Regions from separate parts of the Mus musculus genome. Here all the other regions are linked to region 4. The links are chromatin contacts, called in public promoter capture Hi-C maps. All regions are on one chromosome and are shown on one strand. Each heading gives the region's core, a stretch centred on a gene start, on an enhancer-like site or on the middle of the called end of the contact. The rest is flanking DNA. Distances are from core to core; before and after follow the strand shown. Region 1 holds the start of Chd8 (chromodomain helicase DNA binding protein 8). Region 2 holds the start of Rab2b (RAB2B, member RAS oncogene family). Region 3 holds the start of Mettl3 (methyltransferase like 3). Region 4 holds the start of Tep1 (telomerase associated protein 1). Region 5 holds the start of Slc35f4 (solute carrier family 35, member F4). Region 6 holds the start of Ap5m1 (adaptor-related protein complex 5, mu 1 subunit). Region 7 holds the start of Olfr1509 (olfactory receptor 1509).

What was found. Promoter capture Hi-C pulls out the DNA fragments that hold promoters and counts their contacts. Capture Hi-C pulls out chosen DNA fragments and counts their contacts.
Region 1: a promoter capture Hi-C map of pre-B cells shows a contact between it and region 4, with 3 times the contacts expected there. The contact joins the promoter of Chd8 here to the promoter of Tep1 in region 4. A contact is called at or near these places in 4 of 39 promoter capture datasets (the C10 cell line, cranial neural crest, liver and 1 more).
Region 2: a contact with region 4 is called in a promoter capture Hi-C map of adipose tissue, with 2.5 times the contacts expected there. The contact joins the promoter of Rab2b here to the promoter of Tep1 in region 4. A contact is called at or near these places in 6 of 39 promoter capture datasets (the 3T3-L1 cell line, the C10 cell line, cranial neural crest and 3 more) and 2 of 9 other capture datasets (adipose tissue and macrophages).
Region 3: a contact with region 4 is called in a promoter capture Hi-C map of liver, with 4 times the contacts expected there. The contact joins the promoter of Mettl3 here to the promoter of Tep1 in region 4. A contact is called at or near these places in 5 of 39 promoter capture datasets (the 3T3-L1 cell line, the C10 cell line, cranial neural crest and 2 more).
Region 5: a contact with region 4 is called in a promoter capture Hi-C map of hippocampal neurons, with 2.2 times the contacts expected there. The contact joins the promoter of Slc35f4 here to the promoter of Tep1 in region 4. A contact is called at or near these places in 2 of 39 promoter capture datasets (cranial neural crest and hippocampal neurons).
Region 6: a contact with region 4 is called in a promoter capture Hi-C map of adipose tissue, with 2.9 times the contacts expected there. The contact joins the promoter of Ap5m1 here to the promoter of Tep1 in region 4. A contact is called at or near these places in 1 of 39 promoter capture datasets (liver) and 1 of 9 other capture datasets (adipose tissue).
Region 7: a contact with region 4 is called in a promoter capture Hi-C map of pre-B cells, with 3 times the contacts expected there. The contact joins the promoter of Olfr1509 here to the promoter of Tep1 in region 4. A contact is called at or near these places in 2 of 39 promoter capture datasets (maxillary cranial neural crest and pre-B cells).

The regions. Positions count from the first base shown.
Region 1 is chr14:52,256,203-52,259,951 of GRCm38.p6, reverse strand. Chd8 (chromodomain helicase DNA binding protein 8) reads left to right here and starts at 2,192. Exons shown (of 38, transcript NM_201637.3): 1 at 2,192-2,274.
Region 2 is chr14:52,276,939-52,280,650 of GRCm38.p6, reverse strand. It overlaps Rab2b (RAB2B, member RAS oncogene family), which reads left to right and starts at 1,256. Exons shown (of 8, transcript NM_172601.3): 1 at 1,256-1,455; 2 at 1,666-1,737. The coding sequence starts at 1,410. Tox4 (TOX high mobility group box family member 4) reads right to left here and starts at 1,505. Exons shown (of 10, transcript NM_023434.3): 1 at 1,419-1,505; 2 at 995-1,263; 3 at 762-830. The coding sequence starts at 1,000.
Region 3 is chr14:52,303,773-52,307,845 of GRCm38.p6, reverse strand. Mettl3 (methyltransferase like 3) reads left to right here and starts at 2,722. Exons shown (of 11, transcript NM_019721.2): 1 at 2,722-2,958. The coding sequence starts at 2,859.
Region 4 is chr14:50,868,401-50,872,020 of GRCm38.p6, reverse strand. Tep1 (telomerase associated protein 1) reads left to right here and starts at 1,467. Exons shown (of 55, transcript NM_009351.2): 1 at 1,467-1,608; 2 at 3,436-3,620. The coding sequence starts at 3,460. It overlaps Gm26782 (a long non-coding RNA gene), which reads right to left and starts at 1,725. Exons shown (of 3, transcript XR_874615.2): 1 at 1,465-1,725.
Region 5 is chr14:49,523,443-49,527,357 of GRCm38.p6, reverse strand. It overlaps Slc35f4 (solute carrier family 35, member F4), which reads left to right and starts at 1,521. Exons shown (of 8, transcript NM_029238.2): 1 at 1,521-1,847. The coding sequence starts at 1,745.
Region 6 is chr14:49,064,096-49,068,031 of GRCm38.p6, reverse strand. Ap5m1 (adaptor-related protein complex 5, mu 1 subunit) reads right to left here and starts at 1,483. Exons shown (of 8, transcript NM_144535.5): 1 at 1,168-1,483. The coding sequence starts at 1,241. It overlaps Exoc5 (exocyst complex component 5), which reads left to right and starts at 1,365. Exons shown (of 18, transcript NM_207214.3): 1 at 1,365-1,906. The coding sequence starts at 1,880.
Region 7 is chr14:52,448,253-52,451,807 of GRCm38.p6, reverse strand. Olfr1509 (olfactory receptor 1509) reads right to left here and starts at 1,415. Exons shown (of 1, transcript NM_020514.2): 1 at 406-1,415. The coding sequence starts at 1,393. The coding sequence ends at 467. It also overlaps Tcra.

The DNA.
Region 1 (3,749 bases), core at 943-3,442, 1.4 Mb before region 4:
GTGTACTCCTGGCTGTCCTGGAACTAGTTCTGTAGATCAGAGCTCAGAGATCGGCCTGCATCTGCCTCCCAAATCCTAGGATTAAAGGCGTGCCCTGCAATAAATCTCTCTCTCTCTTTTTTTTTTTTTTCTTTTTTGGTTTTTTAAGACAGGGTTTCTCCGTATAGCCCTGGCTGTCCTGGAACTCACTTTGTAGACCAGGCTGGCCTCGAACTCAGAAATCTGCCTGCCTCTGTCTCACGAGTGCTGGAATTAAAGGCGTGCGGCCACCACGCCCGGCTAATAAATCTCACTCACACACATTAAAATCTAAAAAATATATCTTTAAAAACAACAATGGGCTGGAGAGATGGCTCAGTGGTTAAGAGCACTGACTGCTCTTCCAAAGGTCCTGAGTTCAAATCCCAGCAACCACATGGTGGTTCACAACCATCTGTAATGAGATCTGATGCCCTCTTCTGGGGTGCCTGAAGACAGCTACAGTGTACTTACATATAATAAATAAATAAATCTTAAAAATAAGAAAAAGAAAATCTATGGGCAAACTGAGGCACATGAGTCAGAACCCTGGGCCTGATGTTCAGGGACCCTCTACTTTCATGTTAGCCCCAGGAGTCAGCGGGTCTCCCTATACCTCAGTTTCCCCAGAGGGAAGTAGCACAGCAAATATGGTTGTCTCTCCATCTATGATAGTCTAGTTCCAGGATCCCCCCAAACCACATGGATAACAAAATCTGTGGGCACCAAAGTCCCTCAGGAACAGAGATGTATATTTACAAACTACCTACACACGTTGTTCTCAACACTGCGATCATTTCTGATTCTACCTAAAACAGTGCGGGTGATGTGCAAATAGTTGACAAATTATATTGTTTAGGGAAAATGACAAGAGCAAAGTTTATAAAAATAAATAAATCTCTTTAAAAACAAATTTTGCAGGTTTTGCTGTGTTGCTCAAGCTTCCTTCAGGTTTGTTTGTTTGTTTGGGGGGGGGGGGTTGGTTCAAGACAGGGTTTCTCTGTGTAGCCCAGGCTGTCCTGGAACTCACTTTGTAGACCAGGCTGGCTTCGAAATCAGAAATCCGCCTGCCTCTGCTTCTCGAGAGCTGGGATTAAAAGCCTGCACCACCACGCCCGGCTTCCTCGAGTTTTCTAATACTGGTATTTAAACAAACAAACAACAACCAAAAAACCCTTCTTGTATGGAAATGTAGTCGGCAGAACTTTAGAAAATGCAGGAACACCTTTCTCAGTGTAGTTTGACCTATGGTGAAATTTTGCTTCTTTCCAGAATAAATGACTCCGTCAGTGTACCTCTGATAAGTCTTGTTTCCCAGTGTGTATTCGTGCGTAGTAATTGGAACTATTGGTAAATTTAAGGTCCTTTGCTTTTTAAGTGAAATTCCTCACTCCCGATATTACTAAATGACTCAGAATTTTGGGTTGCTAAAATCGGAACACTGGTCTAGGGCGTGGTAGCTCATGCCTCAAATACCATATCTCTGTGTTTAACGCCAGCCTGATATATTGAGACCCTGTCTCAAAAAAACAAACAAAACTCTAATACTGGAAAATCTGAAACGTGCATAGATAAGCAAGTAGAATGGCTATAAAACCCGTGTCGATTATGTGTTGATAATCCTGCTTGTCAAGGATCACCCTAGAAGTGGCATTCAGAAAAACTGATCGTTGGCTTCTTTGATAAACCAGCATCATTCCTACGTTTAAGAGGTGGTGGGGCTTGTTTCCAGTCTTGTTCAACGTTTTTCCAGAGTTCCTCCCCATGACTGACAGGCATCCTGAGTACATGAGAGGAGGGCATGTAGGGGCTGGACCAAAACGGACCAACAGAACTCCAAAAAGGCCTTCACATTCCTATACGTAATCGTGGGAGATCACCAAGCCAGTCGACCCAAGATGGCCTCCCGAGACAGGTAGCAGGTGCTGTCCGGGTTTGCAGCGCCCCCAGCGGCGGGGGTCAGAGGCCTGGCCTGCCAGCCCGCCGCCCGCTCCGATTTCCAAGCAGGCATATCTGCGGTTGCCTACGTACCCTTCCCAGCCTCAGGCCCTCCCAGCCTTCGGAGACTTCCTGGATGGCGCCCGGCTCCGGCCACGCCATTGGTAGATGGAGGGCGGTGGGCGGGCCCAGGCGCATGGAGGACTAGCAAGCTTGCTTGCGGCGAGGGCTGGCCGTGCTCCGCCGGAAGGCGCCTTGTTCTCCCGGACGGTGGGTTGCAACTCTTGCCCAGGGAAGGAAGCCGCAGGACTGGCTCAGGTAAGCCTGCGGCACGCGCGGCTCCACCAAGCCTCGTCGGAGCCTGGGCGGGTAGTGGGTGGGGTAACAACGTCCTCGCTTGCTCGCTCGCTCGCACCCATGCGGGTGCAGCGCCGAGCGGTGATCAGGTGCGGGATGCTCGGGGCTGAACCACTCTCCTTTGTGAGAGGCAGGCGCTGGGGACCGGACGGGCCGCGGGGCCGTGCTGGGACGGGCCGCGAGGGAGCTGCTAGGGCCAGCGTGGAGTTTTGGAGCTTGTCATGGCACTGCTGGGCGAGGCGCACATTCGAGACAGTTGCCTTTTTCTTCTTCCTCCTTTCCCAAGAAGAAAAACTCCCCTGCTCGGTTAGGTTACTCCATACGTTGGAGTCAGAAGTGCGAGGCCAGGGTTTTAGTTTGTTTTGGCTGGATTCTTTTTCCCTCTCCTCTCTTATCTTTAATGTTTTTAGTAAATGTGGGTAGGGAAGCCTGAGGTGAACGTGTTCGGATTTATTATGTTCCCAATTTCTGCGGGGCTGTTGCAAAGTAGAGGTGACGAGGAAACGAACAGCACAAGTCTTGTGTCTTCCTTGACAGGTCTGCAGAGCTCTTTGGTTTTCTGACACATTATGTAAACTCTTCACTAGAGGAGGACTGCCTCTTGGCGAATATTATTTAAAATTTGTTTTGGTTTTTTTGTGTCTTAATTTACCTGTTTCTAGTCGGCTTGCCATTGCTGCAGCTGTGCATACGCAGCAGCGCCTCTTTAAGGGGCAGTCCTGACGTCGTTAAAGGCTTCCCAGAGGAGGTATGTAGTGAACCAGTCTTCGCAGTGAGTGAGCAAAGTGAGCCAGAAGTCGGATTTTAAACGCTACGTAATTTTCTTTCAAAAGATAGACACAGTGAGACATCTCAGACACGAGTGAGGACCTTGCTTTAGCGATTTTGCTGCATTCTGCCATCACATCGATGTCCACAGAATCTCTGTTCTGAGTTTGTTAACTCAGAGACTGGCTTAGTGCCAACTGAGGTCGTTTTGGGGGGGCACATCAGATTCTAGGACATGGATTTGCAATTTGAATGTTTCCCTTATGTTGTTGCTGTTGTTTCTTTTGAAAGGATATCTGGCTTTCCATTTGTAGACCAGGTTGGCCTCTAACTCACTGAGATCTTCCTGCCTCTGCCTGGATTAAAGGCGTGCACCTCTGGCCCCTGCTGGGATATTGTCTTTTTGATTACAGAGTGTCTTCTGCCTAAAAATATCTTTTTATGGTCACCCTGCAGGTTCCACAAGTTGTAATCAATTTCTTAGGGCAGGAAGTGGGCAACTTCTTCTTCTTTTTTTTTTTTTTTTTTTTTTTGTTAACTTGTTTTTCCTTGGGTGTCATATCTTTTAGTAATGCTGGCCATTTGGGGCTGGGGGGGGGGGCTCTGAGATGAAGGATCCCACCACAACCCCTGATTATTTTACTTTGGTTTTTTGGAAACAGTCTCTC
Region 2 (3,712 bases), core at 7-2,506, 1.4 Mb before region 4:
GCTATTTCACAAATATAAGTTTGCTACTGTTATGAATCACAAAGTATCTGTTTTCCTATGGTCTTAGGTGACCCTTGTGGAAGGTCTTAGAACATCCAACAACCATTACTTCTACTTCACGCCATCTTTAAAAACCAAACCAAACCAAACCAAACCAAACCCTGTTATTATAGTCATTTGACAACTGGAATCCAAAGGTGACATAGTCAGTCTGTGATCACTGGGAAACAGGTGCACTCTACCCCCTTCTATGTTCTCTGGCAGCTATTTCTTTCCCTCTGTCGTTCTTTAGCCAAGCAAACAGATGCCACATCAGTAGGATGAACCACTTTTATCAGAAAAGACATTTCAAATAAAAGAGCCCCCTATAGAATTCAAGAAATAACAACTGTCCGAAGTTATTCCCTGCTGGATAAACAACTTTCTTTATCTCGATTTCTTTACTGAAAAAATTTTTTTTCTTTCTTGCTGTCTCCCAAGATTGTTAGTTATTTCACCCCCAACCAAAGAACAATTCCTTTCGTTCTTCCTATTCAGAACAGAAACTCCTCAAACAAGCCGTCTCTTCAACATCCTGGTTTCCTCATGACAGCCGCTTTCGGTTCTCCCCCACCCCCACCCCCTCCACAGTCCTTAGAGGAGCTCGAAGCCTCGGCCACTGTCCCCTCCAGCTCCCGCCAGCCCCCGCGCTCACCCCCACCGTCCTTCCCTAACCGCTGCCTAGGCCCTCCGGCGCCCCAGCATCAGCAGCTTTTGCTCACCTCGGCTCCTGACAGGAAAGGGTGCGAGGGCCCAGTGATCGTCAGGTAATTGTCATTTCCTCCGGGAAACTGTAAACCAAAAGAAAGCCGCGGTGGGTGAGTGAGCGGAGCAGTGGCGTGCTGAGACCCCAGCCCTCCCGAGCCCCCCTGGCTCCTCGCTGCCCTGCATTCCCGCTTCCGCTTCCCCTAGTCGGCCGCGAACCCTCATCAGCCCTCAAAGACTCGGCACCCACCTCCATCTTCACAGCACCACTACCAGCGACTCAGCGTCTCCGCGTCCGCATCGCTCCCACCGCCCCCACTAGGTTCCGAGCGCGTCACTTCCTCAAGGAGAAAGCGTCGCTCTCCGATGATTGGACCGAGTCAGGGACGCAACCAGTCTCGATCCCAGCTGCCCGAAGGGTCGCTGTCGCCCCCTGGAGCTTGGTGGGATAATGGCATGTAGAAGAGCACTGGGTGGCCCTAGAGGCGGCGTCCGGTACAGCCGATCCAGCGAAGATTTCTGGGGGAGAGCAATAGAGACGCAGCTTGAGCTAGAAGGGCTGGAGCGGAGGCAAATAAGGAGACCCGTAGATTGAGTGGCTAGAGAGGTCGGAGGTAAGTGGCTGTAGAAATCGGGAGGACCCGGAACACAGACGCCTCGGGACCATGACTTACGCTTATCTCTTCAAGTACATCATCATCGGAGACACAGGTAACCCGCCGACGGACCGCCTTCGGAGTTGGGGCGGGGATCCTACCTCCAAAATCGGCTTGGGGGCGGGGCGGGGTGAGCGGAGTTGCGCGGAGGGGGCGGGGCGAGCCCCGGGGGCGGGGCTCTGCCCCTGCCTTAGACCCTGTTCCCTGTCTGGGAGCCAGCGGCTTCCCGGGTGACGTGCGTCTAGTGAACACCGTTCTTTCGCAGGTGTGGGGAAGTCATGTCTCCTCCTTCAGTTTACCGACAAGCGGTTCCAGCCCGTGCACGACCTCACAATAGGTAAGCTATCCCCTCGTTCCAGAACAGCTAAAAGCTAGCTGCCAGAACTGCTAAAGGAGAAAGTTACAGTCTCAGTATTCTAAATAAAAAGTTACTTCTCGGCCGGGCGTGGTAGCTCGCGCCTTTAATCCCAGCACTCGGGAGGCAGGTGGATTTCAGAGTTCGAGGCCAGCCTGGTCTACAAAGTGAGTTCCAGGACATCCAGGGCTACACAGAGAAACCCTGTCTTGAAAAACCAAAAAAAGTTACTTCTCGCTACCTTGGTCTGAAATCATGGTATATGAAAAATGATAAAAGCTGGTAAGTGGAGGATAAATGATTGAAAGGTAACTTTAGAGATGGATGTAAGATACTAGTTGCCGTAGGATTTTTTTTTCTTCCAATGCAACTTGTATGTTTATGGAAAAATCCCACGGAAACATGACTGCTTATTAAACATCTCATCTGTATTTTGTTATTAACTACCAGCTTCACATGTTTTTCAACATAAACACCAACATAGGATTCTTTTAAGTCTGGAGAGGTAAAAGCCAATGTACGGACATTGCAGTTCTTCCTGCACAGACACCTCCTCTAATCTCTTCACCTTCTCTTCTTTTAGGAGCAAATAGCCTCAGATTCATTATATAACCCACACTGGACACAAACTCCCAGAGATCCTCCTGCATTAGACTCTCCCCCCCCCACCCCCTCGGGACAGGGTTTCTCTCTGTGTGGCCCTGGCTGTCCTGGAACTCACTCTGTAGGACAGGCTGGCTTCAAAAATCAGAAATCCGCCTGCCTCTGCCTCCCAAGTGCTGGGATTAAAGGCGTGCGCCACCACTCCCAGCCTCACGGACTTTCGTAATAAGTTTGTTTTTGCGCCGAGACTGGCTTTAAGCTTCCTGGGTAACCTGACCATGATTTTGACTTGATCGTCCTAAATGCTGGGATTAGATATGCACCACTATACTCAGCCTGTTTTTTAGTTTCTTACTCATTGAAATTACATTCTTATTGTTCTGAGAGAAAAAAAAAGTTGACAGTGATTTTTTTTTTCCAAAAAAATATCTTTTTGATTTTTGTTGAGGTAATAGGTATTCAGAACAGGTATTTCATATAGCACCTTAAAGTAAAAATATTTATATAGAGTATGAATTCCTCATGCTATGTACAAAATACTATTTTGAAAATAGAAAAGGGGATGAATTGTCTGCTTATGATGCAGTGGGGTTTTTGTTTTTTTGAAATATTGTCCTTGAAAGAGATGAATTTTGCCTAGAAATAGAAAAGTGTCAAAAGCTCTATCAGTTCGTCAGTTTCCATACTGCTTTAAGAGAGGCTATTACCAATGTACTCTGGAAATTATTGGTGATTGAAGGTATTTTGTCCTTGAAGACCTGTTCCTTAGGCAGCTTCTTTAATTGCCAATGAAAACAGTTTTAGAATTGCAGTTTAAGAAGTGCTGCTTCATACACAGAACTAGTCAGTACTCTGAGACACTGTCGCGAAATGCTATCAATGGGCTGGAGAGCTGACTCAGCAGTTAAGAGCACCGACTGCTCTCCCAAGAACAAGGGTTCAATTCCCAGCACCCATCATCCTCTGTCACTCAAGTTCCAGGGGATCCTTTGGGTTCTTCTGGCCTCCACAGGTACCAGCCACATACGTCACACATACTTAACATGCAGGCAAAACACTTAACTTTCAAATAGTTCAGAAGTTCTTTGAGCCTGACAGTGGTGGCGCACGCCTTTAATCCCAGCACTCGGGAGGCAGAGGCAGGTGGATTTCTGAGTTCAAGGCCAGCCAGGTCTACAGAGTGAGTTCCAGGACAGCCAGGGCTAAACAGAGAAACCCTGTCTTGAAAAACCAAAACCAACCAACCAAACCAGCAAACAAAGAAGTTCTTTGAAAACAATTGTAGAATTAAATATTACCTAGTCAGATTTCAGTGTAAGCTAACATTCCTAAGCATTTATTCATCTCTTTTAGT
Region 3 (4,073 bases), core at 1,473-3,972, 1.4 Mb before region 4:
ATGTCACCCAAATTCATCCATCCATCTTTCTTCCTTTCTTCTTTCTTTCCCTTTTTCTTCCTTCCTTCTTTGCTTTGTCTTGTTTGTTTTTCTTCAAGACAGGGTTTCTCTGTGTAGCCCTGGCTGTCCTGGAACTCACTCTGTAGACCAGGCTGGCCTCGAACTCAGAAATCCACCTGCCTCTGCCTCGCAAGTGCTGGCATCAAAGGCGTGCACCACCACTGCCCAGCTTCTTTGTCATTTTTAATCCTTTAAATACTTACCTCTTTTTAAGTGTTCTGTCCATTATAGCAGCTGAACACACGTGAAGACCCAGGATCCAAGAGAGCAAATATGGGCTGCAAATCTTGGTTCTGGAACTCAGGAAATACCACTCTTGCCACATTCTGTTAGTTTACTAAATCTAGGCAGAAGCCAGTTCACACTCAAAAGGGGAAATAAAATTAATAGGAAGTGTTTGGTTTCTAGGTCCCAGAATAAGGGACTGGGGTGTATATTTTACATATCAAAGCAGACCTGGCCCCCAGGTTCTCCCAGCATCCCTCCTCCCTACCTGGCATACCCTGCCCACAACCTTGAATTTGCCATTCCAGGGGCCAGGCTGCCCTTCCTGCCCTTCCCCCAGAGGTTCCTCCCTCTATAATCCAGACATTTTGCCCGCGCGGGCTCTCTCTCTCTCTCTCTCTCTCTCTCTCTCTCCCTCCCCCCCCCTCGACCCTGCTCTCTTCTTCCCCTCCCCATCTCTCCTCCTCCTTTTCTCCCCTTGTTCGAGAACTTGTTATCTTTTTCTCTTCCCCCATCCCCATCCATGGCCACCCCCCTGGCCCCAATCCTTGGGGACAGTGAACTCACTCAAGAGCAGATTCCCAGTAAACCTGCCTTTAATATGATCCTGTCTGGCTCTAATTGGCTCATTTATCAGGAATAACAGCAAGTATATACATCCCACATAAGATCATAAATTATGGGAGACATTGGTCCAACTGTGGACCCAACCCCCATAGCACAGGAGGCAAAGCTGAAGTGAGGAGTGCAACGTCGTCTCACAATCGCGTAAACCCTGACTCTGCTTTGCTGCCCTGGAGATCTCTGGCATACTATGGCATACTATGCACATATTTGCCACTTAGCTATCACCCACCACCCCCGTTTTTATTTATTTATTTGAGTACACACTGTAGCTGTCTTCAGACACACCAGAGGAAGTCATTGGATCCCATTACAAATGGTTGTGAACCACTATGTGGTTGCTGGGAATTGAACTCAGGACCTCTGGAAGAGCAGACAGTGCTCTTCATTGCTGAGTCATCTCTCCAGCCCCTTAACTTTTCATTATTTAGGGACTATTTTATTAGTTTTTGTAATCAAACTACTGTACATAAGACCATTCAGTGCAATAATAGAAATAATTTTACTTTAGTTTTTGTTTCTGGATAGGTTTGATAGCCAGCCCAGGAGATCTACTGTTCTCTGCCTTTCCAACACTGAGATAACAACTGCCTAGTCATGGGCTGGAGATAAGGCTCAGTGGTAAAGAGCACAATTTATTATTACAGAATTGAACTCAGGTTCAAACCCTAGCACCCACATTGTACATCACAATTGCCTGTAACTCTAGTTCACGAAGATGACTCCGTCTTCTGGTCTCCAGGGGAGCCAGGTATGTGTGTGTGTGTGTGTGTGTGTGTGTGTACAAACACACATATACAAATATTCAAACACAAAAATAAACCTTTTTCTAAATTAAGCTAAAACAATGTCTGCCACCCCACACAGCTTTGCCTTAAATTTATGTGGGTTCTGGGAATCTCAGAATCTCATGCTTTCACAGCAAACACTTTACTGAGCTACCTCCCCATTTCTTGCACATTTTCTTTTAAAAAAAAAAAAAAGAACAAATTTATTATATGTATATGAGTACACTGTAGCCGTCTTCAGGCACACCAGAAAAGGGCAACGGATCCCAATTACAGATGGATATGAGTAACCATGTGGTTGCTGGGAATTGAACTCAGGACCTCTGGGAGAGCACTGAGTGCTCTTACCTGCCGAGACATCTCTCCACTCATCCTGAACATTTTTAAAGAGTGCTCCCTCACGCTGAAAAAGATGGTTCCCTAATTAAGATGTTTGTCTTAGAATATGCCTGAATTCCCAGAACTCGGATATTGAGGCAGGAGGATTGTGAGTTGCAGAACCACATAGTGAAACTCCACTCTCCTTTCACACACTTTGTATAGAAAGAAAGAAAGAAAGAAAGAAAGAAAGAAAGAAAGAAAGAAAGAAAGAAAGAAAGAAAGAAAGAAAGAAGGAGGGAGGGAGGGAGGGAGGGAGGGAGGGAGGGAGGGAGGGAGGGAGGGAGGGAGGGAGGGAGGAAGGAAGGAAGGAAGGAAGATAATATTTAACTTAGAAAATCTGGGGCCTTAAGGGCAGAAATCTATGATACAGTGCTTGACCGTATGTGCAAGGACCAGAATATACAATCAACCAGACTAACAGTCTGTTCACTCCTTCCCGTCCATCCATCTCTCCACGCATACACCCACCCGTCAAACACTCACACTTGTTCTAGCCCTGCTATTTTAAATGCGTTGTCACTAACGACTTAAAGAAACAACATGGCGGGTCTGCCAGCTACCAACATGGCAAACACAGCCTCAGCGCTCCCGGAAACACGAGAGAGAACTACCGTGAGGATTACGTCCGGCTGGTTCGCCAACCGGAAGTGGCTTTTCATCTTGGCTCTATCCGGCTGGCCTTCGGGCGTCCTCGTGAGAATTAGATGTTTCTTAGTTCTAGGCTGGGGAGGTGCTAGTCCGCCGCGCCTGATTCGAGCCGAGTCCGCGCTGGGAGCTAGGATGTCGGACACGTGGAGCTCTATCCAGGCCCATAAGAAACAGCTGGACTCGCTTCGCGAGAGATTGCAGCGGCGACGGAAGCAGGACTCTGGGCACTTGGGTGAGGTGCGGGGTGGTCGGGGCGGGCCTGGGCGGGGCGAGAGACTCCTGGAGAGGAAGACAGCCCCGGGCTCTGCGCCCTTTCCGGAGCAGCCCTTTATTGGACTCCTCGATTGTTGGTTACCCCATCTTTCCCGAGTAGCTGAAACGCATGCCCACCTGCGGGAAAGCTTGCAGTGCCTCCTCCCGGGCGTCGGTTTTTCAAGCGTAACACCACACCAACATGGGTCCACTCCTCTCCTTGGGTCCCATTCCAGTCCTGTCTAGGAGAATGTTGCGTCCGTGAAGCCTCTCAGTACCTTATTCCGAGAGCCAGCAAAACCCGTTTTGTTGCTTCTGTGCCTGTTTTACCTTAGTTGTAACGTTTGCTTTGTCACTGTCTTTTCTTTCCCATGTGGGCGGGGAGCAAGGATTGCTTCTGTATATCTATCCCCAGAGCCCGGTTTAGCAGCCACAACAGGGTCCTCACTAGGACCTTCTCACTAGGACCTTAATGAATGAGTAGTGCAAGTGTTTACAAACGTAGCAAGAATCTGAAAACACTTGATTTTGGTCTTTAAACATTTTCCCCCTCCCCCTTGTATGACAAAGTTAGAAAAATTGAAGGCACTTAAAAGAGTACTACCCTAATAGCCTTCTCCAGCACAAGCTCAATTATTTAAGGTAAACCAGTTGCAAAGCTCTGCGAGAATACCGAATCCATACTACATGTGTGGGTAGCATGTCAGTGCTTTGCAGTATTCACAGCTCACAACAGCAGACCTTGGTGAAATTCAGTCTCACCGTAATTTGTGAACATTTATTGCATATCTACACTACTCATGGGTTTCGGCAAAAAGAAGACACTGCTGTTACCTTAAAGGAGCTTAAAAATCTATGTGAGAATCAAAGAAGATTAGAAGAAAAAGCAGGGAGAAAAACCCTTCATGGTGGCTCATGCCTGTAATCCCAGCACTTTTTTTTTTAAAAGATTTATTTATTTATTATATGTAAGTACACTGTAGCTGTCCTCAGACACTCCAGAAGAGGGAGTCAGATCTTGTTACAGATGGTTGTGAGCCACCATGTGGTTGCTGGGATTTGAACTTCAGACCTTCGGAAGAGCAGTCGGGTGCT
Region 4 (3,620 bases), core at 218-2,717:
TTTTAATCCTAGCACCCAGGAAGCAGAGGCAGGCAGATCTCTGAGTTAAAGGCCAGCCTCGTCTACAGACTGAGTTCCAGGATAGCCAGGGCTACACAGAGAAATCCTGTCTCGGAACTACAACAAAATCTATTAAAATTACTATTTATCTTTAGGGGTTTTTCATTTTTATATTTATTTATTTACTCACTTACTTATTTTATGGAGGCAAATGCTCCCTAAGGAATCTGGCTTGAACTTGAGATCCTTCTGCTTCAGCCTTTAAAATCTCTGGAATTATAAGGGTATATTACCTGGCTAGTAGTAATTTACATACAAAACAGACCTCCACCCACACACTCCACTTTGTATTTATGAGTTTTGCCTCTATGTATGTCTGTGCACCACCTTCATGCCAAGTGCTCTTGGAGTTTAGAAGAGGTCACCATGGGTAATTAGAGTTACCAATGGTTGTGAGGCATGATGTGGGTGCTGGGTACTGAACCTAGGCCTTCTGCAAAAACAGATTCTCTTCATTTCTGAGCCATTAGAGGGCAGCCTGGTCTACATAGTGAGCTGCAGGCCAGCTGGGGTTATATAGATAGACCTTGTCTAAAAATAAAAGCCCAAATCCCCAAAATCAAAATTTAAAAAAATTTGTTGCTGGGCGTGGTGGTTGGTGGTGGGGTATGCCTTTAAATCCCAGGAGATGGGAGGCAGGGGCAGGCGGATCTCTGTGAGTCAGAAGCCAGCCTGGTCTAAACAGTGAGTTCCAGGACATCCAGGGTTACATAGAGAGACCCTGTCTGAAAAAGAAAGAAACAATCAAAAGGGTTTGGTTTATTATCTCAGGTAGTTTGTCGCAGTAACAAAAAGATAACATAATGAACTCAAATAGCATGAGTAGAGTTAACTCTTTGATCTTCCTGCCAGAGCCTTCTAAGTACTAGGATTACATGTGTGTGCCACCATTCTGAATCATATTTTCAGAGGTTTTCAGTCAAGGATCTCTTGACCCTCTTGCTTTGGCCTGTGGCAAAGCAGTTCACGGATGGGGTGGAGTGGGATTGAGTGGGGTGGCGACAGACGAAACTGTTTACTTTCATGGTGGATGAAAGGAAGCAAAAGGGAGAGAAGGGGCCTGACTTTCAAAGGTCAGCCAAGGGCACACTCTCAGCGATCTTTCTTTCTAAACGTTTCACCACCTCCCAACAGCTGCCCAAGGCTGGCATGATTTTAGCACATAAGCCTCTGGGGTATTTTCAGGATACATAATAGCATCAGAGCATGATTGTATTGGGTGGAAATACAACTCGGTTGGTAAAGTTGGCCTAGCCGGAAGTATAAATCCCTAAACTGTGCAAATCAAACCGGGTGTGGTTAGCACAACCCTATAATCCCGGCATTTGCGATATCCTACACGCGGCAGCCCCGCCCTCAGCCCCGCCCTGCCCCCAGCCCCGCCCCTCCCTCGCCCAGCCTCACCCCTTGGCCTCACTAGGGTGTTGGTTTTCTTTCAGTTCTCTGCTTCCAACCAGTCCACTGGCTGACCCAGGCCGGTTTCTGCTCCCCGTTGCGGAGAACCAACGCGCCTCTCATTGCGCACAGCTTTTCCAATCCTGAGCGCAGGTAGAGCCCTGGCCGAGACCTGTGTCAGCTGGACTCCCGGAAGGACCTCTGGGCGAGCGTGGTGCAGCCGCTTAGTCCTTCCGGGCGGCTGGCAGGGAGGTGGGGTGGCCTTAGTGGGGCGGAGGGATAGATGCTCAGAGAGAATGGGTTCCTTTTGCCTTAAAGAATCCTAGGAGGGAGTGACTGTAACAAATGAAGAGTGTTGTGATCACTTTTGGCAACAGAAACTCACTAGACTGACACGTTTAACAGTAATGGACACTAAGGTGCCAACGCGGTAGGCCTCCACGACTTCCTAAGAAAAGAATAGCGTCTGAAGTATGGCTTCAGGTGCAAGGCCAAAGAAAAGGGACCGGGGTAGGAGTGGAGGCAGGTATACATACAAACTAGTGTATACACAGAATGTCAGTATAAAACTATCAATACCAGTTATCTCTGGAACTTGGGGAAGAACTTTTAAGCTTTCAGAAGTTAATCAGAATCTCTATAAACTCCAGAGAGGAAAAAAATTACATGTCTTTATTTCTCTGTTAACTTAAAATTTTAATTGAGAACTTGTTTTTCACTCTTGGATTATGCCAGATGTGGCTGTGTATGTCTTAATCCTAGCACTGGGGAGGCAGAGGCAGGTGGCTCTCTGTGAGTTGGAATCTGTATAGTAGTTCCAGGTCAGTCAGACCTTTTTAGTGAGACCTTGTTTCAATACATACATACATACATACATACATACATACATACATACATATTGGATTAATTCTGAAATTCCTTATTACTCGTTGGGTGTGTATATGTGTGTATGTGTTTGTTTGTGTGTGCAAGAGTATGTGCATATGCGGATATATATACGGGTATGTGGAGACTAGAACTCCACACCAGGTGTCTTATTCTATTGCTTCTCGAGTTACTTTTGGTAGGCTGGCTGGCCAGCTTGATGTAAGAATCTGCCTGCCTTTCAGTGTTGGGATTACAGTCATAGACTACTGAGCCTTACTGTCATCTAGATGTTTTATCAACTGACCTATCTTTCTAGCTTCCCACCTTTTTTTTTTTTTTTTTTTTGGACAAAGTCTCCTATATTCCAGGGTGATTTTGATCTTTTAACTTGCTATGTAGCCAAGGATGACCTTTGAACTCCTAACCCTTCTGCCTCGGCCTCAAGTGCTGGGAGTGCAGGTGTATGCCAGCCCAGCCCTCACTACTTTTTTTTTTTCCTTGTAGTACAGGGACATGAGAGGAATAGCAAGACACATTTTCTTTTGAGAAAGAGAGTGTCAGTGCTCACGTGGACCTGGAATTTGCTATGTAGCCCAGGCTGGCCTCCATGTTCTTATGGTCTCCTTTTCAGCTGTGATTCTAGACAGGTCACCGCTATGCCATGCCAGGCTTCTCTCTAAGCTTTTGCTTTCCCTTTTCCCCCCTGTCCCCTTAGAATTACGCCTGGATAAATCTAAAAGGGGGGGGGGCAGCAAGATGGTTAAAAGTGATGGCTGTACAACACTGCAATACCGACCACTGGAGTTCAATCCCCACATCCCACTGTAGGGGGAGAGAACCAACTCCCAAGGATTGTCCTCCAGCCTCACACATGCTGTGACACGCATGGCCAAACTTATAGACACACCTGTCTTCCCCTCTCCCTCTCTCAATACACACACACACACACACACACACACACACACACACACACACACACACGATAATAATAATAACAATAACATAATTTTAAGAAGTAGAAATATTTGTTTGTTGCCTATCACTGGCACAAACAGATGAGTATGGAGTTGATATGTTTCTAGTGCATCTCATTACCTGTTTTTTTTCTTCTAGGCATATGTTGATTGTTCTTCAGCTATGGAGAAGCTCTGTGGGCATGTGCCTGGCCATTCAGACATCCTCTCCTTGAAGAACCGGTGCCTGACCATGCTCCCTGACCTCCAGCCCCTGGAGAAAATACATGGACATAGATCTGTCCACTCAGACATCCTTTCCTTGGAGAACCAGTGTCTGACCAT
Region 5 (3,915 bases), core at 272-2,771, 1.3 Mb after region 4:
GTGAATATCGGCAGGAAGTCAAACACTTCTTGAGGAAAGGTGGAGCTGACCTCTACTCAGCTGATAAAGGCCTTCCCTCTCCTCTCATTTTCCCTTCTGCGATGGAGATTGGAGGATTACTTCTTAAGAGACAGGGACTGAAATCTATGAACAAGGTAGCCTTTGCTCCTTGCATTCAGCTAACTCTAGGACTTCTCATCAACTCAGAAGGGCCATATTGGTGTGAAGGCTGCTCACCCTGATCACAGAGCTTCTAGAATGTTCTGCATAGATAATAAGTCTTTCTGTAGCCGGGCAGTGGTGACGCTTTAATCCCAGCACTTGGGAGACAGAGGCAGGCTGATTTCTGAGTTTGAGGCCAGCTTGGTCTACAGAGAGAGTTCCAGGACAGCCAGGGCTACACAGAGAAACCCTGTCTCCAGAAAAAAAAAACAAAAAAACAAAAAAAAACAAAAACAAAAACAAAACAAAACAAAAAAAACAAAAAACAAAACAAAACAAAAAACAAAAGGAAAAAAAAGTGTTTCTCTTTGGTCTTTGGACTTTGGCAATAGCTCGTATGCTCAGATACAGTTTGAAAGCCCTTACTTCTTATGTGTTTTACAATAAAGAAGAAAATATTTTTTCTTAGATTGTGGGATATTTAGAATTAGACAAATGAATATGCTGTGCTCAGATGTATGGTCCTACCCTTTGTTGTGTTTATTGGAAGGTAGGGGTCCCATGTAGACTATCAGACACAGGACTTAAACTCTTAAAATCTCTGCATTCACTAGGGTAATTATAATCCACACACCACCTGATCGAGATTCTTCTTCTTCTTCTTCTTCTTCTTCTTCTTCTTCTTCTTCTTCTTCTTCTTCTTCTTCTTCTTCTTCTTCTTCTTCTTCTTCTTCTTCTTCTTCTCCTCTTCTTCTTCCTCTTCTCCTCCTTCTTCTTCTTCTTCTTCTTCTTCTTCTTCCTTCTTCTTCTTCTTCTTCTTCTTCTTCTTCTTCTTCTTCTTCTTCTTCTCCTCCTCCTCCTCCTCCTCCTCCTCCTCCTCCTCCTCCTCCTCCTCTTCCTCCTCCTCCTCCTCCCCTCCTCCTCCTCTTCCTCCTCCTCCTCCTTCTCAGTTGGTAAAAGGAGAAAAAGGATCCTTGGATGTCTAGACAAGTTGCAACGAGTAATGCCTGTGAATGCTTTCCATATCCATACACCCAAGGTGGAATGGGCAGGAGCCTGGAACGAATGCAGGGTAGAAGTGCTAAACTGCAGTGTGCATCTTTTGAATTGCTAACCCCTAGTTCTGTGTGAGTGTCTCCCACCCACAGCAGTTCACCTTGAGCATCTAGCCACCGTCCTTCCCTCAAGTGGGCTTGGGGGTGTCTACTTTTGGCACAAGGGTTAACGGTGAAAGTCAGAGACCAGGTGGGGCGCCCACAAGCGTCCCAGACCTGGGTGGGCGTCGGAGGTGAGGGGGCGCTGTTCGGGCAGCAGTGAGCTGGTGGCGGGCGGGTGAGCTGCCAGGCTGACAGAAAGGCCGGCCAGAGTGGGGGCCGCTCCGCTGCCGCTGCCGTTGCCGCCGCCGCTGTGATGCGAAGCCAGAGCTGCGCCCAGCGGTGGAATCAGAGCTGGGGCGCGGGAGCACGAGCTGCAACATCAGCACCAGCGGCGGCGGCGGCGGCGGCGGTACCTGCAGTAGCTCCCGGGCCCCGCGCTTTGCTCTACGCCCCGCGGCTCCGGGAGCCGCCGCCCCGCGTTCTCTATGGATGTCAAGGCGGCCCCCAACGGGGTGGCCACCATCGAGGACCGGATCCTGCGGATTACTGGCTACTATGGCTATTACCCGGGTTACTCCAGCCAGAAAAGTAAGACGCCGCGAGGCGGTCCTGAGCGAACTGCGGGTGGGAGATGGGAGCTCAGGAGCACAGGGGCACAGGGAGACAGGGGGCAGGGGTGCGGTGCCAGAAGGCGCGCGGTGGGACACCTGCAGCATTGTCTGCTCCCTCACAAACACTGCCCTGGCCTCCAGGACCTCAGGGAGTAAAGTATGTCCGATGTCCGCTGTCCTCGGTGCTGAACCTCGAGGCAGCCATTGGGGCTGGGCGCTTGAACCCAGGAGTTTGGGGACAGTCTCAGTCTTGGAGGTAGAGGCGTGTAGAGGACAGGGCAAGCGCTCCTGATTGTCGTCGGTCAGCCTACCGGAGGCTGATTTATGCCTGGAGGATGCTAACATGGCTGTTCCACTAGCTGACCATCAGCCCTTGGGATACCCACTCAGAAAGCTTGACTCTGTGTCAGGGTGCTTACCCCACGCTGGGGATGAAGACTGTGGGGGACATTAGTTGGTTGAGGTTAGACTGGCTGGGTGGGTCAGCTTGTTCACCAGGGGTTGTTGAAATGTTGCCAGCACGATAATTGTTCATGATAAAACATCCTTAGAAGGTTCTCTACCCCCTGAGCAGTGAAAAGAACCTGCTTAAGTGGCTGAATTGCGGAGCTACCTACACCCTCCACACAACGCGGCCACCTCTGAGCTGCTGGATTTCAGCTTTATTCTGGCTAGATTACGCCAGTCTGCATAGTTGCTCTCAGGTTTTGGAAGCAGTTTCATCCACTACCGCTTCCTACACACACACACACACACACACACACACACACACACACACACACACACACACACACACACACACCGTGTTGCTGGGGATGCAGTGAGGGTCTCTATGTTTCTAGTCTCCACATTCTGTTTCCCTGACACACAAACCCCCCACTGTATCTGCTAGGATTAGTTCTGCTAAGCACCAAAGTGAAGCCTGTTTGGTTTGGTTTTTTTATTATTTTTTTTATTTTTTTGGTTTGTTGTTGTTTGTTCGTTTGTTTGATTCCTTAATCTGAACTAGGAGAGTAGCTATGCTTTAATTTCCATGCAGGTGGAATTTCAGTTTTCTTTATCACAGCATTTCTGTTGCAAAAGAAGGCTCTTAACTGGTGTTATTTTTAACCAGACGCTCCTTAGATGCATCCTGATTGGTATTTATCCTTGACAGTTTGGGATGCCATCAATATCACAGGCTCTGTGTGAAGCAGAAGACCCACACAAATCTTGACACATAGATGAGAAAGCACTTCATTTCCAATGTAACTTCATCCAGGGCTGTGCTGTCTCTCCATTGAATAATAAACCAAGAGCACTGTCCTGTGGGCCATTCTACAGATATTTTCCAGCTTAATATTTCATCTGCTCTCAAGAAAGGCCTATCTACTTCAGATGTTTCTGCCTAGTTGTTTCTAGCAGTAGACGCTTACATTATTCATTTTCCTTACAAAAGTAATTATATAGTGTTAGAGTTTCTGGAAGGAAAATCACATGCTGTGGAACATTCTTTGAAATCTTTTTACTACACGCTCAGTTTTTGTAGTTGTTTTTCTTTTTCTTTTTTTTTTTCTTTCTTTCTTTATCCTATTGGCACTAGGTGACTTCTTTAACCCTAGATATGTGAACTGTAATCTTCACTAGATCTTGTAGAAATTACTTGAATGTCACCTCTGAATATTTTAACTAGAAACCAGGCATTTGGGTGGTCAAGAGAATGTAGAACTTCTTTCTAAAATTGCAGGGTATTATAATTTTCGTGACAATGGTACTTCGGTTAATGAAGAGCAACCCAGAAAGAATACTGGGAAAGTGGCATTTTAGATAAGAACATGTTCATATTTTATTTTTGTACTTGCACAAAGAGCTGCACATGTTCCATTTGCAAGACAATAACAGGGCAAAAACGGGCTGTAACTGGAAGCAGAAAAGGGATAAAAATGCTTTGGGCATGTTATTAGTGGTGGGCATTTGCCTAAATTCAGGACACATGGTTCAAACTATAAAGACAGCAAGTCTCAGAACAGAGAGCTCAGGGTAGTCAAATTAATTCTCAGAATGTA
Region 6 (3,936 bases), core at 234-2,733, 1.8 Mb after region 4:
CATTAAGGAATGTAAATAAAGAAAACCATAGATTCATACAGTTCAAGTATCTAGAGCTGCATTATCCAGTATGGTAGACACCAGGTACATGTGTTACTGAAATGTAAGCAAAACTAACAACTAATGGGGGTCATGGTTGTTGCATTCCTTTAATTCTAGTATTTGGAAACCAGAAGCAGGAGGGTATCTATGAGTTTGTGGCTAGCTTGGTCTACACAGTGAATTCTGGGTAAGCCAGTGGTACACAGTGAGGCTCTGTCTCAAAACCACAGCAACAAAAACCTAATAACTGAGTTCCTCAGTTACACCATTCAAATGCTTTCTGGTTTACATTCGAAGAGATTTAAAATTGGTCACCTTTCTACCATACATTGCTGCTTTCCAAGAACACACATCTACTCATTAACACAGAGGCTTCTTAGAAATAATGCCAAGAGACAGGTAACAACTTCAAGAACTGACAGATGGGATCTCCTGAAATCAAAACAGTTCTGCAAAGCAAATAAAACTACAAGCAAAGTGGCGAGACAGCCTATAGACTGGGGGGAACTTAGCCAGCTATACTTTATATCGGGGTTAATATCTAATATAAAGAACTGCAGAGTCCTCTCCATAGAATTATCTTGGTAAGATATGGCAAATTCTAAAGGTGGGACCAAACCACTTATGCCACCTGGATAAAAAGGTGACTGTAATTTAATTTTTCACACTTCTATTTTGCTCACCCACTAGAAGCTGCAAACTATAACGTTCTTTAAGCAATCATTTTTGTACCAAACTTAAACAGATGGAATTAATTTTAAAGATACATTAGTATAGCCGGGTGTCGTGGCCCACACCTGTAATCCCAGCACTCTGGAGGTATCTGTAAATTCAAGGCCAGCCTGGTCTACGTATCAAGTTCTAGGACAGCCAGGTATACATGAATCCTGTCTCAAATATATAAATAAATAAAGATACAATAGCAGTAATACTAGAAAACATGTAGCATCATGTAACAAGCAACTCATTCCTTACAACAAAGTGAGATAAACGTAGAAAGCCTAAATTGCCCAAGGGCACCCTGCTAGCTGCTCCTGGGACAGCTGAGACTCAGCGCACCACAAAAACTCCTGCTTAGATTCATCCTTGGACCCATCATGCCTGAGGATCCAGACTTGCAATTACCTGGAGAATCTGACGGTGCCTCCAAGTGGAGTTCCTGGTTCGTGACGTATGAGCCACACTGCCCGCAGGGCCATGGTTAAGCCTCCCAAGTATCAGAGCGATGTAGAAACTAAGGTCGCCATCCAGCCAAAGTAGACCCCGCCTTCTAGATGGGCTGTACCAGGCAACGTCCGGGTTCTCCCTGAGCCGCAAGAGCTCACTGGAGATGCTCGCTCTTCCGGGTGAGGTGACTCAAGTCTCCCGGTCCCTTCAAGAGATTAAAACACTCCTCAGAAGGTCTTAAGAACCTACACCCGGAATCTCAAGGGACTGGAATACTCTTCTCGCCCACTTCCGGGACGGCGGCCCGCGAGGCTCAAGACGCGTCACCCTGTCGCAAACGAGCGCCTCCGCGGCCCGCTCGCCGCTCGCTCCTTTCGCCCGCCCCGCGAAGTCGGCCGGGCGCGCGCAGCCCCACTTCCGGCGTGCGAGGCGGTGACAATGGGAGCGGCGCGGGCGGCGCCGGGAGGCAGCTGACAGGCGTCTGCGGCTCCGCTTCATGGCTGCTCTCCCTCTCTGCCTTCGCTGTGTGAGGACCGGGGCAGCCAGCAGCGGTGCGCAGCCCGGGCCGGAGGCGGTAGGCCGAGCTGGGACTGGTGAGCGGCGCCGCTGAGGCGCAGCATGTGAAGCGGAGACGGCCTCGAGCGCGGGGCGAGCCTCTCAGCCGGCCGGCATGGCCACGACGGCCGAGCTCTTCGAGGTGGGTCCCGGGGCTCGGCGGGCGGCGGCGGCGGCGGCGGGGGAGGGGCGGGTGGCGGCGGGACGCTGGGCCGGCTCGGGTGGCAGGGCGGCCAGACGTCCCGGAGACCGGACGGGCAGTGGGCAGGGCTGACTCCGGAGCCCAGGGCCGGCGAGCCGGGTCTTGCTGTGCGGATCCTCGCGACGGTGCTACAGGGGGCATCTGAATGGAGACTCTGGGGGGCTCCTCGGTGCCGAGGTTCCGACAAGCTCAGAAGCGGCCCTGGGGTGCCTGCCGTCTTACCTTACAGTCGAAAAGGCTGGGAGGATTCTTTTAAGGACAATAAAGGCCTACTTAGCCTCAGCACGGAAGGGAAGCGACACATCTTACTGCATTTAATTGCTGTGGAACCCTCCGACTGCTAGTTAAAGGATCCTTGGGCTGTGAGAAGCTGTGGGAGCGTTCAGGTGCATTTTCTTGAGTGTTTCAATATTTAAACTTGACAGTTGGATTTTGTGGCGTGTCAGTGTCAGAAGCGGTGAGGTTTGAGATAATGGAATGGGGTTACAAGACAATGAAACAGTATCTTCTTGTGTGGAAAAAAATAGAAGTAGTCATATGAAGAAAAATGAGGAATACACCTTCTCCCCCGCTGGGGCGTGATTACTCCATAGCAGCAGAAGTGTAAGTTGTAGAGAACACTGCAGTTCACAGTTAAGAATGTCACCATAGGTGAAAATTGTATCCATTGAGCATCAGCGTGTTCTGTGGCGTGAATTTTAAATGCCATTGTTTCCATTAAAAAAAAAATCTAACTTTTCAGTTACTTTTTTTTGTTACTGAACGTTGACTTGCAGTCATTCCTAGCATAGATACTGCATTTGTTTAGAGAAATAGCATGCCTAAATTGTAAGTTGTAATGAAAGTGATTTGAGTAAAAGTTATAATTACACCTAGGAAAAATTTATTGCTGTTCCTCAGATGTAAATGTCTGGAGATATTATAACATTTGCTTCACCAGTCATAAAATTCTGCTCATTTACTGTGTATCCTTGGTCAAGATACTAGGTAATTCTGTAATTACTTGTTTCAATTTTTATATCTTACAGGCTTTGGGATCTTTAAATAATACTTTCATGACGAGCTACTTATTAACAGAAAAACAGTATATTATCCTACTGTTATAGTGAATTCTCTTTAACATCCACAATTTCCTCTTGGATGGAAAATTATATTTTCTTCTTTAGACGTATACCAAGATGTCTTCAGTAACTTATTCGAAAATGTGTTTTCTTTCTCAGGGATGAAGAAAGTGGGGGTGGGGGGAAGGGGTGAAGAAATTTGTATTTTGTTCTCTAAGTCTTGTCATTTAGTGGAGTTGTTAAAGTTGTTTAGCTTAGTGACAGCAGTTCTGTAGGAGAGAAACCCAATGATGATACAGTAATCGGAAGATTCGTAGAACACACAGGCATATTGATAGGTCTCATAACTGGAGTGATCCCAACTCTGTCATTTGTAGTTGTTGTTTCATCAAAATCAGAAACATAATAATAGTTACAATGAAGTAGTGCCAGTTATGCATAATTAAGTCTGTTTGTCCTTTCCTGTGAGTCTAACCCTGCACTAGGTTCTGCTTGTGAATAAACCTTCATTCTCCAAGTGAAAAGTTACCTTTTTTTTTTTCTAATAGAAAGGGAAGAAGGAAAAAGGCCCCCAGTGTCTGCTGCCATTTCCTGCAGCTACTGCTACAAATATGGGTTGCAGATTAAGTCAGGCTGTGTCTTTCTCTCCTACTTCCCATTCTAAGTCACAGCTGGAGAGCAAGGGAAACAGGGCAGGATGTAGTCAAGGATATTTTGTTTTTATGCATCCTGGTTTTCATGTACTTCTAAATAGAATTGGACTTCCATTTTCCACATCAGAGAAATTAAGTGGAAACAAAGTTGAGCTTTGAATTTATGAAATTTCATTGCTAACTCTGCTTTTTATAAAATCTTATTACTGGTTTGGTGACTCATCCTTTTTTAAACAGACAACTTCTGACAATAAAA
Region 7 (3,555 bases), core at 166-2,665, 1.6 Mb before region 4:
TAAAAAAGAGTTACAAATGAATCTACACTTGAAAGATCGAGTCTTTTTCAATAGAAGTAATTTAATAATAAAATAAACGTCTCAAATTGTGCCATATCAAGCCAATGGATAGTAAAACAAATCTCAAACTTACTTCATACCACAAAGAAAAACTAAACCCCAAACATTATACACCTAGAATTCAAAATGGAATTATAAAATTTGCAAAGTAGAACAGCCAAAACTCTTTGAGGCTTGGACGTAGACAGATTCCAGTGTGAAAGGATCAACCATGAAAATAAAAAGTCATAATTAATTTAGTCAAAATGTTTAACTTTTCACCTTCTGAGTATTTTATTAAGAAAATGTATTTTCGGAGCTGGAGAAATGGCTCAGCGTTTAAGAGCACTTGTTACTTCCACATTCAGGATGTGGTCACAACCGTGACTGTTATCACAACATCACACAAGCACACACACACATGATTTCATGAGCAAATTCGTCTCTGCCTGAGATGCTTCATGGCAGTTTTCACTTCCTCATTCCTCAAAGTGTAAATGAGAGGATTCAACAAAGGGGTGACCACTGTGTAGAAAACCGATACCACCTTGTCGATGGAGAAGCTGCTATCTGGCCGAGTGTAGAGGAAGATACATGGCCCAAAGAACAGGGCGACCACCATGAAGTGGGCTGAGCAGGTGGACAGGGCTTTCCGACGACCTTCTGCAGACTGTTTTCGAAGAGAAAACAGGATGACTGTGTAAGAAGTGACCAAGGCTAGAAAACATACGAGGGAGATGGTTCCACTATTGGACACGATCAGAATCCCTGTAAGGTATGTATCTGTGCAGGCCAGCTTGATGACAGGAGGTACGTCACAGAAGTAGCTATCGATAATGTTTGGGCCACAGTAGGGTAGACGAATAGTCAAGAAGGTCTGCACAAGTGAATGAATAGTGCCCCCCAGCCAGAGTGCAAAGACAAGCTGTACACAGACCTTCATGTTCATCACATTGGAGTAATGCAATGGGATGCAGATAGCCACATAACGATCATACGCCATAATCGTCAGCAGAAAGATCTCAGAACAAGCAAAGAGATGTAGGAAGAAGAGCTGTGCAATGCAATTGTCAAAGGAAATGGTCTTCCTCTCTAAAAGCAAACCCTCAAGCATCTTGGGCACGGTGACAGATGAGTGGCAGATGTCAATGAAGGACAGATTGCTCAGAAAGAAGTACATGGGATTGTGGAGACGTGGCGTGAAGACTATGGTAACAACAATGAGGAAGTTCCCCAAAAGTGTTAACATATAAGTGACTGTAAATGGTACGAAAAACAGAATCTCCAACACCCAGTTGTCAGTGAGGCCCAGGAAGATAAATTCAGTCACTCTTGTTTGATTTAGAGCTCCCATCTAATGAGCGTTCCGGAGGATCTGGGGATGGGGGTTAAATTTTAAATTATCCTGAGTAATACAGAGATGAAGTCATTGAAATGACTGTTTTTCTTTGAGGCTTGGCATGAATATGTAAGTTATTTTAAATCCTTGCCCCTTTTTTTAACCTGGTTCTTTTCATTTCAGAATAATCCACAAAGAATAGTATCAGACTTGTGCCAAAATCATAAAGCTCCAAGGAAGACCACTCATTATTTGACTTCTGTTATTAAGATAATCTTTAAAACTTTAACAGTATTTTGTTTTGTCCAGTGTGGGGTCATTTTACATTTATTAAAATACTATTCATTTCTTACTTTGTTTTTGTATTACCTCAAAGTACTGACTTTAGAAAAACTATCCTGATTCAATAAAAGTTTGCTTCTCTTTCATAATTATTTTATGGTACTTAACTATAAAAGAAAGTAGGAGATTTAGTTTTGATTTCCATAAGCTAAGCTGTTCTTTAAAAGTACAGAAGAAACAGAAAGACTTTAAACGCCAGAACACCAGGAAAACTGGCTGTGAGATACTATTTCCTAGGAATGACAGAGAAGTTTTGCCAATGATACACCAATATGGCTGCCTAAACAACACCTGAACAAGTACAATACCAGTAGATTCAGTAACATGAAAGGAGACAACCTCATGAGGCCGCAGTTGTAAACAAAGAACTACAGGCAACTAAGAAATACTGAGAGTGGAAGAGATAGTATTCCCCTATTTGGTTATCCAACACAAAGTGACGAGCCCTGAAATTATATATACACAGTAACACTAAACACTACAGACTGAGCAAGTTGTATTTACATATTTATATATTTGTACATTAATGTTTAAATATTATATGTATACATATATATCTTAATAAAAAGAGGCCATGATTTAGGAAGGAGCAAGGGAGGGTATATGGTAAGGTTTAGATGGAGGGAAAGGAAGGAGGAAATAATATAATTAAATTCTAATTGTAAAAAGTATTTTTTCAAAAAGTAATAACCACAGATGACTTACCTCTTGCAGCACTTGGCAAGTGCCTTGTACTTTGTAGGTTGGCAGAAAAAAACTCTTATTTGCAGTAAACTAACTTCTTAGGTATTGTGAGTCTAATCACGCCCTCTCAATTGAACTAATAAACCACAAACTATGATTCTTTCAGTTCTGTAATGTAACTTTTCTGCCAGGAAAATTATATACTATCGCATTGTTCCTATTGTTCATGATGCCTGGGTGACCATAAACTATAAGAGTTTTAAAAGGTAATCATCACAAATCATCCAAAATGAGGCTTTGATCTAATTATTTCACTTAGGGCAAGGTAGTCTCATACAGTGTCCAAACTACAGAAAAAAAAAATAATAAAGATGGAGGAATTTTAAATCTAGTACTATTTGAAGCAGCCTAACAGTCATGGGTTGACTTGAGGGGAGTCTGTATGAATGGCTGAACTTGACTAGGTTTGTATCCACTCATTAAGAATGATGGTGATACAGAAGTGGATGCTTACAGTCAGCTATTGGATAGATCACAGGGTCCCCAATGGAGGAGCTAGAGAAAGTACCCAAGGAGCTGAAGGGTACTGCAACACTATAAGGTGGAACAACATTATGAACTAACCAGTAACCCCCAGAGCTCGTGTCTCTAGCTGCATATGTGTCAGAAGATGGCCTAGTCGGCCATCAGTGGAAAGAGAGGCCCATTGGACTTGCAAACTTTATATGCCTCAGTACAGGGGAACACCAGGGCCAAGAAGTGGGAGTGCGGGGAGGGGAGGGAGGGTATGGGGGACTTTTGGGATAGCATTGGAAATGTAAATGAAGAAAATACCTAAGAAAGAAAGAAAGAAAGAAAGAAAGAAAGAAAGAAAGAAAGAAAGAAAGAAAGAAAGAAAGAAAGGAAGGAAGGAAGGAAGGAAGGAAGGAAGGAAGGAAGGAAGGAAGGAAGGAAGGAAGGAAGGAAGGAAGGAAGGAAGGAAGGAAGGAAGAAAGAAAGAAAGAAAGAAAGAAAGAAAGAAAGAAAGAAAGAAAGAAAGAAAGAAAGAAAGAAAGAAAGAAAGAAAGAAAGGTGATAAGAGAGCTATTGAACCAGTACATAATGGTGATGTTTGATAGTATATTATCGACATTCTGTTACATGCTAGTGCT